2 separate regions of the Drosophila melanogaster genome follow, and region 2 is linked to region 1. A link is a contact called in public Hi-C data. All regions are on one chromosome and are shown on one strand. The core of a region is the stretch at or near the end of the contact, and the rest is flanking DNA. Distances in the headings are between cores, read along the strand shown. Region 1 holds the start of lncRNA:CR45054 (long non-coding RNA:CR45054). Region 2 holds the start of cwo (clockwork orange).

The links. A called contact is a pair of places that touch in the nucleus more often than the background predicts.
Region 2: a Hi-C map of the Kc167 cell line shows a contact between it and region 1, with 4 times the contacts expected there. A contact is called at or near these places in 2 of 107 Hi-C or Micro-C datasets (the Kc167 cell line and the S2 cell line).

What each region holds. Positions count from the first base shown.
Region 1 is chr3R:10,080,519-10,088,472 of dm6, forward strand. lncRNA:CR45054 (long non-coding RNA:CR45054) reads left to right here and starts at 2,863. Exons shown (of 2, transcript NR_125127.1): 1 at 2,863-3,334.
Region 2 is chr3R:10,384,219-10,392,172 of dm6, forward strand. It overlaps cwo (clockwork orange), which reads left to right and starts at 4,040. Exons shown (of 4, transcript NM_080036.3): 1 at 4,040-5,219. The coding sequence starts at 5,161. lncRNA:CR44938 (long non-coding RNA:CR44938) reads right to left here and starts at 3,167. Exons shown (of 2, transcript NR_125128.1): 1 at 2,627-3,167; 2 at 1,276-2,193.

The DNA.
Region 1 (7,954 bases), core at 1,613-4,112:
AATGAAAATGGAAATGGAAGTGGGTATGAAACCGTGAGTCATTTGGCACACTTGTCCGTCCAGTGCAACGACCAACATATGCTGCCCATTAGCTTTACAGTTGCATAAAAGCCAGAGGGGCTCTCATTTTTCTGTTTCCCGTTTCTGTTTCTGTGTTCCTGCTGCAATAGGCGAAACATGAAAGCGAAATTTCTGGCACATATTTCACAAACATCGACTGCAGACAACGCGTCGCAAGTAGCGATGAATCATTTGCCCTCTATATACTGGTGTACAGCCAATTCACCACCCTCACACAGCTGCACTTTTGCAAAAGCTCTCTCTTTTGCTCACTGTTCCATTCCACGGCGTTTCACACGCATACACACACACAAGCAGAATGAATCCTTGTAGCATATATTTCAAGTTCACTGTCAAGGTCACCTACTACAGTCATGCGCTGAAAAAAAGGGGAAGGGTAAGGGCGCTTGTTGCAGCAGCAGCAATAGCAGAAGCAAAATCGACAGAATCAGCAGCTACCTACACAGTGCTGGCGAAATGTTGCCCTCCCACTCTGCCACAGTTTTCCCCAAAGTATACACATTCTATAATAGATGCGCTCTAAGCTCGGTCCGCACAGCAAGCACTATTAGGAAATGTATATTTTCGCAGGGGATATAAATACTTTTGTTCGTTTAAAAATGGTTTACAGGCCAGCAACTGATTTCGAGCAACATTGAGCACAGCCCAGGATTATTTTTAAAAGCAAATGACATTTTGGCCATACTCGATTATCTTTTTCCTATTTAACATTTTTTTTTTAAGTTTTTCTTGAGTTTAGTCGATTTAAAACTCAGGAAAGCAACATTTGAATTTTCCGAAAAGTAATTTTAAAAAGGATCATAAGAATTTAATTAATAAAAATAAAGTAAAGTAAAAATCAGGTACTTTTCATAATAAATTTCTAATGTTCATTAACAAATGTTAAAACAACAACTTTTTTATTTCAATCCCGTTAGGTATTCTGTATGTACTCTTAAATATGTAGACCCTTTCTAATTTTCTTTGACAACTTCTATTCGTAACTAAATTCACTCGTAATCCGTAATGAAATTTTGTTCATTTCCCCACAGTGTCAGCGATAGAAAAGTTTCCAACGCTTTCGCAGAGTAAACTGGGCGCTAACAGTTGGCGGTAACTGTGTTTGTGGAAGTGCAAGCCATGGCTGTGTGTGTATCGGGCGAGTGGTTATATATTTGTATATGGGGTATATATGTACCACCATATAAGCTTCGGAGTGCGCCAGTGCAGTCGCATGTGTGTATTTGTATCCGTATCTGTAGCTGCATTGGTATAGCCCGACATGCACTAACATCTGTTGCATATATCCGATGATATAGATACAGATATGTACATGAATCGCCAGAAATATATTTACCTGAAAATATGCGACCGTTACAAAGTGCCTAGGTATGCAAGAGTTGCACTTAGCGCATTTAATTAAATTAAACAATTAAACAAACATGGCGGGCAGTGTTCTCTCGGTCTCTCGCAAAACCAACACATACACCAGCGGCCCCAAACAAATTCAATTAAGAAATTAAAATCGAATTGCCAGCTTGTTTGTGCTACTAGAAGAGAGAACCATGGGTGAGCAAAAGAGATGACTGCAGCAGGCGAGAAAGAGACGAAACCACACCCTGTGTGGGGATGCAGATTTGGGGGGCTGGCTTAGCCGGTGGAAAATTGCAGCAGACACACATTTGTCAATCGAAATCGAAATCACATGCACAAAGTACATATGTATGTATGTACATAGGTATTAGAAGGTCCCACCCACGTCAGAAATACATATGACAGCAAATATCCGTACACTTTGCAGGGCCAGTAAGCCAAGTAATTATTGTATTTCCCTCCTATCACTACGAGCATTTTGTGTTGCAAGCGGCAGTTAGTCAATAAATGCGCTAATTATATACAATACATTTCGCTGCCCAGGCCCAGAACACGAACCGAAAAGCCCAGAACCAGTAGATACACAGCGCACTCAGTGCATCCATATACAGTGGGCAACCTTGGGGGAGAATCTTTACAAACAATTTTTGTTGCAATCAATATTAATAAGGTGTTATCCAATCTAGGTGGGAATTATAAGGATCTGCAAATTTCTTATTTTTTGTCATAACTCTAATCTTCCTATTGGGTAAAGATCATTTTTAAGTACCACATGCAATGGTACAGTAACCCTGCCGCTCATGACCAGCTTTAGCGAGGGACCACTGTACCAGTGCGGCAGTAAGCGAGGCGCGTCAGGGCAGACTGCACAACTTAAACTACAAGTACATGCCAAGAAAGGCAAAAAGGGATGCCGTTGGGGAAGGGGTTGGGCCAGAGGGAGACGGCGATAGAGAGGGCGAGTGAGAAAGCGAAAGGGGATCAGATGAGGAATACCTGCCTATGTGTGTGTTACTGCGAGAGAGCTGCTTACTTGCACTTACACTACCACCACTTCAGGCTGTGCTCTCTCCTCACTTTATTACATAACATCCTTGAACTTGAGCTGAGCTTGTCAGAGTTTCCTTTTCAAATGCAATATGTATGCAAGTACATATATCTGTGCATTTTAATTCTGGCAGCAGGACGCGCAGCTCCTTTCAATACATACATACATATGTACGTTGCTTTCTTCTAGTCCCCATTCTTCTCTTCTCCCACACTTTGACCACTTCGTTTCTTCTCTCTTCGCTTCGGAAGCTTTCGGGCTTTAGCGGCGACAACGACAGCTCTGTCATTTTCTGCTGGGCTGCGCGTTGGCATTGAAAGTGTGGCAGGCGAGCTGCCAACAACGCTCCATTCCTAGAAAATTCCCAATCGGAAGCAGAAGAATTCTGAACACAGCAAAAAGTACTGCATATAATACCCACCTCAAAAAAAACAATCCCTACATTATTTGTTACAAATTAGACACGCAAATGACATCAACAGCGAAATTGAATCCGTTAAAAACCAACCCATTCAAAATGGAAAAGCAAATACAATGCAAAATAATTGGAAATTAATTGTGCCCAATTCTACGTGAAGTGCGTGTCATATCACAAAAAATCGAAGATAAACACACGAATTGGTAATTACGCCAAACATAAATTAAATCCTTTTAAGTGCATTCTATTGTGTGATTACAAAAACTAGGAAGTAAATAACGAAATTGATATAAGAATGCAAGCGCATTTCACAACTATTTTAAATACGTGCCTCAAACAAGTGAGTTTTTACATGAAGATACAAGAATTAAAAAGCAATTAGAAGAAGTCGGTGAAGCAATAAATTAATAAAATATCAATTGGGATCATCAAAGGTGAGCATTGTTTTACAAAGTATTTAAAACAGTCAGCCATTTCGTCATCCATTTTTCACTTACTATATAAACTGCATACATTTGTGATTTTATTTTGTTTAGAAATAGTTTTTTGTTTCCTTTTATTATCAGTATCTAAAGTTCTAAAGAACCAAATCATTCCAAACCCAGTTAAAAATGTCCATGTACTCTTATTCCTTGTTCGAACTTTGAAAGCTCTGTAAAGCTTTTCGGTAGGATCAAGGGATGAGGATCTCACAGTCCCCCCGAACCCTTGAAATTGTTTTTCAGCCTTTTGTTTTGTTTTGCTTCGGCTAGAAAAAGCGTCGCAATAAAAACAGGAATTCGCAAAAAGCAAAAGTGAGTTGCAAACACAGATAAAAGTGCGCAGATACAGATACATTTTAGGGATGAGAAATGAGGGGAGGAGAATAATGAATGAAAGAATGGTGGAGAGTGGAGCAAGAGCTGGCGAGAGAGCCAAGCCAGTTTGAAGGCCACTGCGAAGAGAATCACATGTGCCTTTCGGGTTTTCGATGAGGGGCAGTGTGGGGCAGTAGGGCAAAAGTAGAAGGCCCAAGAAACAGGAACAGGAAGAATCGAAAAAACTTGACGAAACATCACACTGTGTGAGAGAGAGAGGGCAGAGAGTGTTCTGCCAGTAGATAGAAACTCTGTCGACGTCGACGACGACGCTGGCAGAGGCTGCGCCGCGGCAGAGGCGAGAACTTTCACAAAAAAGCGGCGACATTGAACAGCGGTGCCTTCAACCGATCGCATTTGTTGCCTGTGCACCCAAGCACAATTCAATAAATAATTCATAAAGATAATCAAAAACCCAAATATAAAACTTAAAGAATTAAAGTTCGCCTGAGAATTAAGTTTGCTTCGTGTCCGAAAAGTGACGCATTAATATCTTGTCGGAAAATCCGTTTTTCTGCCCTGAGAAAATCCGAACAAAGTGCATGTTGGAAAAACAAAAAGTATCGGCAAACACAGACACAAAAAGAAATGTGGCAAAAAACAACAGAATGTGAGTAAACTGAATTGCGTCGTAGTTAACATTTTTTCGACGGCGTCATCAAAGGCAATTCGCCACCCCCGTCGCGTCCCCCTCACCCACCGCTTTCCGTGATTGTGGAAAATACAGTCAACAATTGCTAAAAGCTAAGTTTTAATAACAGGGGCGCGCCGAAAAGGGGATGGGTAGTTTAGAATGCGTAGTACCCATTTAAAACAGCATTAGGTACTTAATTTTGTTGCAACGTAAGCCAGTGTTTTTCAATCTAGGCATTTATTAGAAATATGTCTATATTCTTTAAAGAATAATCGCTAACCCCGACTGGCAAAAAACACGCATACGCCCCTGTTTGCAAAAATTCTCTCTCTTTCAGACACACACACACACACACACGCACACAATGACACTCAATGTGTTTTGGCCATCTCTCCCAATCATTTGTTTTCCTTTGCACGGAATTTGCAGAAATATCAAAATTTATTTATAACATAAACAACACAAATTAAGCCAACCCAAGAAAAAATACATAATCGCGAAAAAAAGCCACAATGGCAGCGAAAATAAACAAAACAAATGCGAAAAAGCTTCTAAACAGTTCCGTTTATACATATACAAGTCAAAAGAAAAAACCAAAAACCAAACGAAACCCAATCGGAATTTGGCCAAAGGGAATTATGATTCTGAGGAACTTTGCGCGAAAAGATGATGGCTCTATTTGCGTGAGTGTGTGTGTTGCCATTTTGTTTGTCAGCTTCCCAAGTTGTTTATGACTTCACTCGGCAAAAACAATTAGGCACTAATTTGCTGGCAATTGTCGCTCATGGAATCGCACTCTCCATCGGTTCTGATTTTGATTTAATTATAAACAAATTGAAAGTTTAAAACAGAAATACTTACCAGCGTGACAGAAAATGGGCTTGTAGACAAAATTCAAGCCCTAAAACTAGGCATAACAATTAAATTTTACTAAGCGTATAATTGTTGAATATCAAAGTAACTACTCTTTAGATACGCCTTTGTTTTATTAGTTAGATTAAGAGATCGACAATCGGTTGCCTTATATAACTTTATAATGCATCTATCAATGTAATGGGTCGTAAAAAGCGTGCTTACTACCAAGCTGTTCATGGAATTGCTGAGCATTCGGATAACTTGTAGATTTACGATCGGTCAGTAATCAGCCTGTTGATTTCCGATTGCATCACGTGTCATCAGCAGATCGGCGCTTCTATGTGGCTCGTATATGTGTGACTCAGATTATCTATTGACACACGATCGGCCCATTGCGGTAAGCATCTCTGTGAAATTATAAACTTCAGTTTCGTAGTCAATCAAGATCCAAGTGCAATTTCCCGGCATTCCCCTACCCGCCACCACCTTTTCACAGTGAAAAACCACAGCCAAACCTACACAATGCGATATTTTTGTATCTGAACTTGACTCGAGTTTAGCTTTGCGTGCCGCTTTTGTTTGCACAAGATACGAGTTCATCGATGTGTGCATCTGCATACGTATTCGTGTGGGTAAATGGGATTTCGAAATTCGTTTACGTAACTCTCGCCCCATCACCGCACAGCCCACACTCATTACGGAAGCGGGTATGTGGATGAAAATGGGAATGGGATGGAATGAGTTGGGGCAGGCAAAGTCATCTTCACGGTACACAGAAAGGAAAATCATTGGAAATCGATGGGCTGATTACGATCTGTGACACAGCAATGATGAAATAAAACTATTTTCAGTTTATATTTCAACCAATTGCACTTATTCAAATCCAATTTAGCTTTCCTTTGAATAGTAAGTGCTTGAATATTATCTATCAGAATTCTTTGCTTTTGATAACATTCCAGCTTACTTATCTACAAATTATTGAAGTCAACTTAAAGTACTATCTAATTTAGTTCCCCAGACATAGTCGATGATCATTGCGTATACGTAATATAAAAGTAATATGTTGAACAATCAAAAGGCTGATACATTTGACCAAACAAACATTTTCCACATTATAAATAAATCTACCAACTGCTTATAATCGCAAATTATTTACCATAAAGGATTCAAGTTTCCTATATAGATTGTTATGAATTCCGAGAAAAATTTATTGTTTAGGAGATTTTTTTTCTGTGCACTTTTAATTGCCTAGTGGCGTCATTTGTATGCGAGTTCAGAGGGCATCTATACCCTATTTGGGGATGTTGTTAGAAGGGGTGTATTTTTTAGGAGGGAGGTACTGTGGTGGGCAGTCTAAATAAGGTTAGAAGAAGATGATGCCTCGGCCCAGGTGTTCGCCATATTACGTATGCATCAAGTAAGCTGCAATGGGCAACACAGAGAACGAAAAGATGTCCATAGAGAGTTATGCAGAGAGAGTAACACACACACACAAAAGCTCTGTCGACGTTCGTTCAGTATGTCGCTCTCTCTCTCTCTCTCTCTCTCTCCTCTGCTTGTATGCGTGTGTGTTTTTCAAGTTCAAGGTTAAGATACTAGTTGTACATAAAGCACTTGGGCCGAGAGTTCGAGCGAGCTGGCAATACGTAGCTGTCATAGTGCTGTGCTGTACCCAACTGCATTTGTGTGCGTCAGTGTGTGTGTGGCAAACCAGTTTGGTGAGAAAGAGACGCCTACACGTGCGGCGGCAAACAAAGAGGAAGCAAAAGCAGCACAAAAAGCAAAAAGCAGAGGAACCAAATACAGCGAAAGGAGAGGCGAAAAGTACGAACCATAAAAACAAAAAGCGGCGGCGGCAAACATCCACTGGCAATCGAATAAAAAGCGAGCAAACATCAGGCGCTCTCTTTCGCACACACAGTGTGGTCTCATCTACACAGAAAAAAACTGTAAGCCACCAGTAAAAAAATTTGGACAAGGAAGGTCTTGAAATGAGAAGGAGGAAGGATATGATGACAAATATGATGAAATATGCATTTCAGAAATGTGCACAATTTTTTATTGTGTAGCTAGAGTTGATAAAGTTGATTTCACCGCTTTGCGACACTTATTCGCACTTATTATTGCTCTATGCGTTTTGCCTTTCAGTTTTATTATCTTTCGCGCGAACACACACACACACGAGGTATATACCGTGGAGCTTTAATTGAATTGATGTTGATGATTACGCTGAGTGGCGACTGCAATCATCACCGCCTCCCCCTGCCCTATCAGTCCCCTTTCGACCAGACTGACTACCTGCCAAACAAAACGAGAATTTCTGTTGGCCATTTAATTAATCGGCAGCGTGTTCTTAGTTAATGGACTCGTAGCTCAAACGGTAAAAAGAGCAAAAAGCTGGAACTTCGATCCCCCCAAACCTTGAAATCGATTCCGCGCATAGCTCAAAATATTCCACTGACCAAGAAGAATGTCAATTACTTAATTGTTTATCTAGTTTAAAACCCCATTACCATGTGTTTTAAAATGAATTAACCACTAAGATGCGGCTAAGAAACTTAAATAGGCAATAAACCATACATTATGGTTTTATGCAACTTAATCTGTAATTTTTTCGAATTAAATAGACATTTTTCTGTCTACACCCATGGCACATAGCACATAAATAGCACCTTAAACTAAATTCCATTATGCATAGTGGCGAGTTC
Region 2 (7,954 bases), core at 2,790-5,289, 300 kb after region 1:
GGTATGTCGGCATATACATTTGTATGCCAGTTGTTACCCTTAAAGTAGGCAATAGTTACGTTTAATGGTTGATACATGTAAATTAACAAATTTCATAAACATTTGATTTTTGAAAATTGTATACTTACTTTATATTTTAGTGCCTGATTTGCTGCTAAACATATCCCCTGCCTAAACAAAGGCAATCTGTCAAATTTGCCAATCATGTCGTAGGAATCCCCTGGGCTTATCTCCCAGGGGAATTTGTGGTAATAAAATTTGAGTTTCTGTCCCACTGTGGCAATCACGTTCGCCGCACACGAAAAGCCTTATCTCTATTCTCTCTCCCAACAACACATGTTGCTCTCTCTTCTCCTTTGGCGTGCACGTCATTAATTTGGCGCTCTCTCGTCTCTTTTTTGGGGTCTCGTGCCGCCAGCGAGTTTTATTCATTCATACAACATATAGTATCTATATATAAGGGAATTTTTTTTAGTTGTCCAGCTGCGGGCGCACGTGTCGTTGCCCCTGTCCCTGTACTCTTCGACTTTTTATAAACAATTCTCGAGATTTCTAATCTACATAAGAACAAGAACAACAACAACATCAGCACTGGAAATAACGAGATTGAAGTATCAGCACCGCCAGCGCAATCGCAATTTGTGTTCAAATATATTATAGCTCTCGGACCCGTTCCAGTTCGGTTTTATTTCAGATTATTTTAGCTTTTATTTCTATTTTTATTGGGTTAGATCGCTCTTATCAGGGGTTTCTTTATTTTGGTTCGTTGTCGTTATATTGCTCTTGATTTCACCTCGACTTTGAAATTGAAATTTTGCAAGCTGATAAGCGCCCATATAAGTTATGTATTTCAAGATCTTTTATGTAGTAGACCCATATTATCTGTTACTTCTACGATATACAGCAATTCATATAACACCATGCTCCAACTATTCCACCCCCTTTTCGGTTAGGCCTTAGTTGGTCTGCTGATCGCCCCAATGCCGCTCGCACCTGTCCTAATTGAAGGTGCAAATTGCATGAGTTGGTGTGCGTTTCCTTACGAATATTTGAGGTTGTCATAATCGTTTGGGTGCGTGGCTTGGGCAACCGTGGAATAAATAGCTTAATAAGTTGTTCCCATTTATTTTCTATCATATATATCATATCATAAAGTTATCTAAAATTAATATTGGTGAGATGCTTTATACATATATAGTTTATACATTTGCAAATATTTAATTGGCCAAACTGAATTGAAAAATATTTCTTAATTAAAAATAAAGAATTTATTTACCGAAGATATAACAAAATTCCTAACCCACAATTGGAATGTGAGCAGTTCCGTGCTGTAAGCAATAGTCTTTCTATTTCCATTGTTTATTTATTTAATTTCTATTTAACATTCCATTTCATTTCACAGCCGATTCCCCAATGCAGTGCTTACAAAAGTATCTTAAAAATAGTTTTACCAGGTCCGCCAGTCGCAATTGTTGTCGTTTGGGGTTTTCCTCCGGCTTTCGTGATTAAACTTTAGCCATGCAATCGGGGTAAACAGCAAATACAGACGAAGATAGATAAGCTGCTGGAAAACTCGAGAAAACACGTAAGCACTCCGCAAGTGCACGGGGCTCGTCACACAGTTTCAACTCCATTTTAGCCACATTTGCTGCATTATGAAAACGAATAAATTTCTCCGGCAGTTGCACCGCACTCCAGCTTTGATTGCATTTCAATTCGTGGAAATTCACCGAACTACGTAACAATTTCGATGAACAACACGTGACCAAAAAAACGTCGGAGCATGTGAGCAAGTAAATGTATTACAAGTGCGATAAGATTGCACGGAGTGCGGGGAGGGGGTGACGCGTTATTACGAGAATGTGGCACATGAGTAACCCGAGCCAGTTTTTGTGCCTTTGCACGTGCCCTGCAAGCAACCAACCGGTCGTATGTGTAACATCCGAACGGGGCGTATACATAACGCCGTACAAGGCGACACCAGATGCACGTGCCGCACTGAAATTAAAGCGAGAGATCGCCGAAATGCCGAAACCAAAACAAAAACAAGCTCCGCTCTTATGCAAGAGCCCAGTGCCCAATTGGACACGTCTGAGTTATTCGTCATCCGTCATCGCAGATCACATTTACCAGATTTATGGCTTACGGAGTGTGGAGTACGGCTTACGGACCCTGTCGTTGTGTTGGTGTGACCTTTGGGGCGGTTAAAAATAGACGAGAGACATTTAAATACAATCAACACGTTGGAAAGCCCAGCACAAAGAAGCACAGTAAACACTGATTAACGCGAATTAACTTAAGTGTGATTAAAACTTGCAAAATATGGATTTATCTAACTATTACTATCAATTTAAAAGGTTTTCAAATATTTTGAAATTTGGTTAAAGTTAAAATATTGGACAAGGTTTGTTATAAAAACTAGTTACGCTTTTAAATTCCTTTGTTTGAAAAAAGAAATCGTTGGTATTTTCGCGATAAAATTAAACACTTCTTCCAGCAAAACTATATAGCATATTAGTTCGAGTTATGGAGCTCGAACTGTTTAAATCCGAATCAACCGCAAAACAAAAACAACAGCGTTTTGTAAATACGAAAACATTTCAACAACACGTGACCAACAACAAACCTGAGTGCTGCAATGGTGTGCGTGTGAGTGTGTGTAGATGTGCGCTTGTGTGTGTGCCAAATCGCTGACATGCTCGGCTCGCGTGAGAAATTACGTCATGCGCCACGAATTTTGAGTTGTTATTTATTATTATTTTTTTGTACTTTTTAGTGAGTTTGCCACTTTCAACGTGTCTCGATTAAAAACGAAAAGCAAATGGATCAAGAGTGTGAGAGAGAGAGGGGGCCAATGTAGCGTTTGATTATTATTTCGTTTTTTAAAGTGAAGCCCTCACAGAAACAACAACAAAAGTCGCGACTGTTGCGCTCTGTAATAAAAACAAAATGTCGGCCGAGTAGAGAGTATATGTGAGTGTTGTTTGCTTTGGGATTGTTGTTGCCAAGCGCCGGTTATCAGTTTGCGCTCTCTTGCGCTCTCTCTCTCGCTCACGCAGCCGCCGCCCAGTTGACTTCTGTTTCGCTTTGGAATTTGTCACGTTTCACGTGTTTTATTGTATGCCGCTGACTTTTGTTGTTGCTGCTCGCCTTGAGCTTCTGCGTCGTTGTTTTCTTTAGTTATTCGTAGTATATATGCACATAAATTTTCTTTTTGTTTTTTTTTTCGGTTTCATGTTATATTGTTTGTAGCCCGAGACTGTAACGGTAACTCTCCAGAGTTCGTACTTGAGAATCATTGGTGCACTTAAAGTTAACCATAACCATATTGGTATCGGCTTGGCAAACTAAATGCTTATAAATATATGTACATATGTATGTATATAATTCACACGCAACTCATTTATGAATATCTGCAACAACAACAACGCTGCTTGTGGTTTTGTAAGTGCCGTGAGTTTGCGAGTACGTGTTGTCTAGTCATCAAGCCCCCAAATGTCGACTGCACAGTGGAGCCAATCGGGTATTTTGCGATTTTGCCTTAGAATGCATTTCAAACTTATAAAAACTTCCCTTTAAAAGCAGGTCTCTTGAAATATAATCATATTATGGTATGTCGGCATATACATTTGTATGCCAGTTGTTACCCTTAAAGTAGGCAATAGTTACGTTTAATGGTTGATACATGTAAATTAACAAATTTCATAAACATTTGATTTTTGAAAATTGTATACTTACTTTATATTTTAGTGCCTGATTTGCTGCTAAACATATCCCCTGCCTAAACAAAGGCAATCTGTCAAATTTGCCAATCATGTCGTAGGAATCCCCTGGGCTTATCTCCCAGGGGAATTTGTGGTAATAAAATTTGAGTTTCTGTCCCACTGTGGCAATCACGTTCGCCGCACACGAAAAGCCTTATCTCTATTCTCTCTCCCAACAACACATGTTGCTCTCTCTTCTCCTTTGGCGTGCACGTCATTAATTTGGCGCTCTCTCGTCTCTTTTTTGGGGTCTCGTGCCGCCAGCGAGTTTTATTCATTCATTTCGATTCTGTCTCTTGTCGCGAACAGACGTTTGGGAAATAGTTCGGTGCGGGTGACGTGACAGTGCAAAAATTGAATACAAAAAAATAAGGCAAGAGGGAGAGCAAATAAAAAACAGCAAAATTAGCTGGAGGGGCAACAACAAATTTGATACATACCTATATATACGTGCTTTAATAGTGAAACACACGCACACGCATCACGTTGCTCGCTCGCCCGTACATATATTTATATCGGTGTGTGTGTGTATATAGAGGCGGCTGGTAAAATTCCACTGTGAAACGAAAGGAAGTTATTGTTTTCTGTGGCTCTATTCATGTACCATATATATTAACAAAACAAATAACAGTGTGTGCATAAAATTGATAAAAGCTAAAAACGTGTAAACAAAAATTAAACAAAAAACCGCGCAGCGCAATCACGTTTTCCGACACTATTTGCGTTTCTTCTGTTGTTTTTTGTGTGGATACCGCGAACGAGGAGGAATTGTTCCAACAAGTGCACCTTAATTGAAGCTCCAGTAACAGAAGAAGGAGAAGTACGAAAGAAAAACAGGAGGAGGAGTAAACACGTTATCGCTATCGTTATCGCACCCAAACACTAGCAAACGCACACCCAGTGATAAGCGAAAAAGAGTAAACAGGCGGTACACACTTATCAGCATTTTTCACTCGTTCCAACATAAATAAACACCCCGCTTCGTAATGCCCTTCTAAAATTTCGAATATAAATCCGGGACGTGAAACGTGAAAAAGTACCCGAAAGAAAAATATCTCATCTCAGCTTTGAAGAGAAAAGTAACTCGCCGCGCAGTGAATTCGCCGCACAGCCGTCGACTCGACAACCTGTTTGCTCGCCCATAAATTCGCCCCGGCATTTATCTCACAATTATTTCTGCACTGACGTAAGGAGGAGCACTTCCACCATTCCACCGCAACTGCAGCAAACCACGTCGACGCAGCAGCAGACGCAGCAGGCGCTCCACAAAACGTTCACACTGCCCAGGAGCGGATTCGGTGCGTTTCCAGTGCAAGCAGCCGGAGGAGGAGGAGGCGGAGGCGTGCGGAGCGGTTCCGTCTGTGGATCGAGGAGCAGGAGCCCCATTGGCACCACCATGGAGCCCTATTGGAACGAGACGAACGGACATGCCGCCCATCCGGTCAAGTATGAGAGGTAGGTATACTCAGCACAGATCGCCAGATCCCGCTGCAAGTCGAAAGCAAATAAAATCCAATCCAATGACTAAATCGAACCACTCACTTTCACCTGTGCGCGTTTAGCTTAAGCACGCAGAGAAAACTTATCACAAAATGTGCAACAATCCGAAAGCCCTCTCCAATTAGTTGAAAATTGTTAAAGTTTTATCCGTATCTGAACGACAAATTAAACCAAATGAATCTTTCTTAAATAAATAACAATCCGTAAATTTTTGGATAAGCATATTGCTAATTTAGATTCCCAAGACTTGTGATACCTTTTCTCTGTGAATTATTTAATGGTTTAGTGTATCTAAGACTCGCTTCTAGTGGTTAAGCCTAAGTCTCCGCCTCCTCTTCTATAACTCATAATCGTTATGTGCGTGCATGTCAGGATCGGGTGTGGACCATTCGGATCTGTTTTGGGATGTGTGGGCCGCGTATTTTTAGCCGTCGAGCTAGAAAGCGTTTTGCATTTGCAAAACAAACGCGAAAATCGGGCGAAGAAAACGTGGGCAGACACTGTCGAGAGGCTATTCTTGGCCGAGATGGGTGCTTTAGTTTTGCTTTATTTCATCTTTATTTTTTCGTGTTTGCCAGAAGGCAAAACACAAAACAAAATCCAACGCACGACTCGCAAAACGTGATGTTTCGTTGATTTTTTCCCTGTGAGTCTCCCAATCCCCCCAATCTCCCATTCCATTGAGTTTGTATTTTTGAACTTGAATTTCGTTTAAACGTGTCCGAGCGGAATCAGAAAAAAGTGCGATTTGCGTTGGTGTGGCCAGAGTGGGGATTAATAATCCAAGCGAAGTGGTGTGGCCAGCGCTGCAAATGAGTAATATAATCACGGTGCTTAGGGGTTTTACGCCTGTCTGCTAAATGTCAACGGCCAAACGTGGCTATAAATATCAGTTAACAACAGCGTGGGTCTATGCTCCCCAACCAACTCCTTTGAGTGGCCATCTAGTGCGTGGAGTAGGGTGCTGTTCACGTGCTCGGGTGGCCTTTCTAGCTTTTGGGTGGCGCGTTGGGCCGTGTCCTTTTGAAGGTCAACAAGTTTTGTGTTTCGCTCAGGTTTCTGTTGGTTCTGTGGCTGTGTTTTTTGATTGAGCTTTATATTTGGCTATTTTCGGTGACCGCCACCGGTGCTCCTGGGAACGTTTTCCTCTATAAATACACAAGGGCTAATCGAATGAATCGCTCATCAAATATTCAGGTCCCCAATTTGATTGGCCTTTGGATATGTTTTCGTTTCGTAGTCGGGTTTTTTCCAGTTCGGTTTTTGGTTTCACTACGGTTTTGGGGGGAAAGCTGCTCATGGCTTGTGAACAAATATGATTACGTATACGTCACGTGTGCCGCTCAATTATGAGTCTAGCCGGTTTAATTATCCCAAAAAATATCATTAATGAACGGAACTGGTTAAACATAATGGTGTATCTTTGCCCACGGCATCAGCGCTAAAAAAAGTAATCAAAATAAATATTTTAAATTCGGTTGGGCCCTGCGTCCTTATCATATGGCACTTGGGGTAAACACGCGTCTTCGTCGCGGCTGAAGTGTTTATAATTTGCATTACGCGCTGCCATCTTAATCAACACCCAAGTCAGTCATAAAAGCAAAAAATAGCAGAGAGAAAACACAAATAGAGATAAGCAAACACGCGATAAAAAGCGAAACGGGCGTGACGCACAATCGCTACTCTCCAAACCGAAATGTATCTATCTATCTATAAGCACATGTGTATCTATATATGTATCTATAAAGTGTCCAGAGTTGTCAAGCGTCAGTAAGATCTCGGGTTTGTTGCACGACGAGACAGTTGCTAAACCCCCGCAAAATAATCAAAATACACCCCCACAATCGCATTTACTACTCAGCTGTCTCTCGTTGTTTTCGATTTCGGGATCTTGACAACGACGCCATCGAATTGAAGACATTGACCCAGTGATTAGTGATATTAACAGCTAACCATTCCTATCCAATGGATGCTCCATATCTGGAGTAGCATGAGATCTCTGAAAAAGTGTGTTTGTTTGCTGGCTACGTCTGTGTTGCAGGGACTTCAAATGGATTTCCTGCACAACATGAACTCACAGATGTTCAGCAAGACAACACGTCAAAAAAATCAACAGGAGATACAAGATAGAAGCTGCGAAATTAATCTATTAACTAACAAAAACTATCGAAAGTGTAGAAATAAGCAAATACAAAAGAAAGAATTAATTGGCTATATTTTTTACCTTTATTATTGCGTTGAAATATGTGAAAGTAAAATACCTATTTATTATTTACTTATTAATGGCAAAAATCCCATATGAACACAGTTGTTTTTAATTTATTCACTCTTTCGATCACGCTTATCACCAAAAAGAATATCAAACGCCTGCAGCACGCTAAAAATAGCAGAACGGAGTGTTATAAATTGTATGGACAGATATATATCCGCCTGCGTCGAAAATGCTGGCGATCCTACCCGATCTCGATCCGATTCGATTCGATCCGCATCGATACATTTCGTTCCGTCGCCGGACTTATCGCCACCATCATCGTCCGTTCGGTTCGCCGTCCATTGGCATTTGTGAAGCGGGCACGTAGTCGTTCACGTTCCATGCAGGCTGACCCCTATAGACCCCTCGAAAGAAATCCCCACCCCTGTAAAACGCCAGTCCTCAACTCACGGGAGGCAAACGTGCCGCAGATATTGTG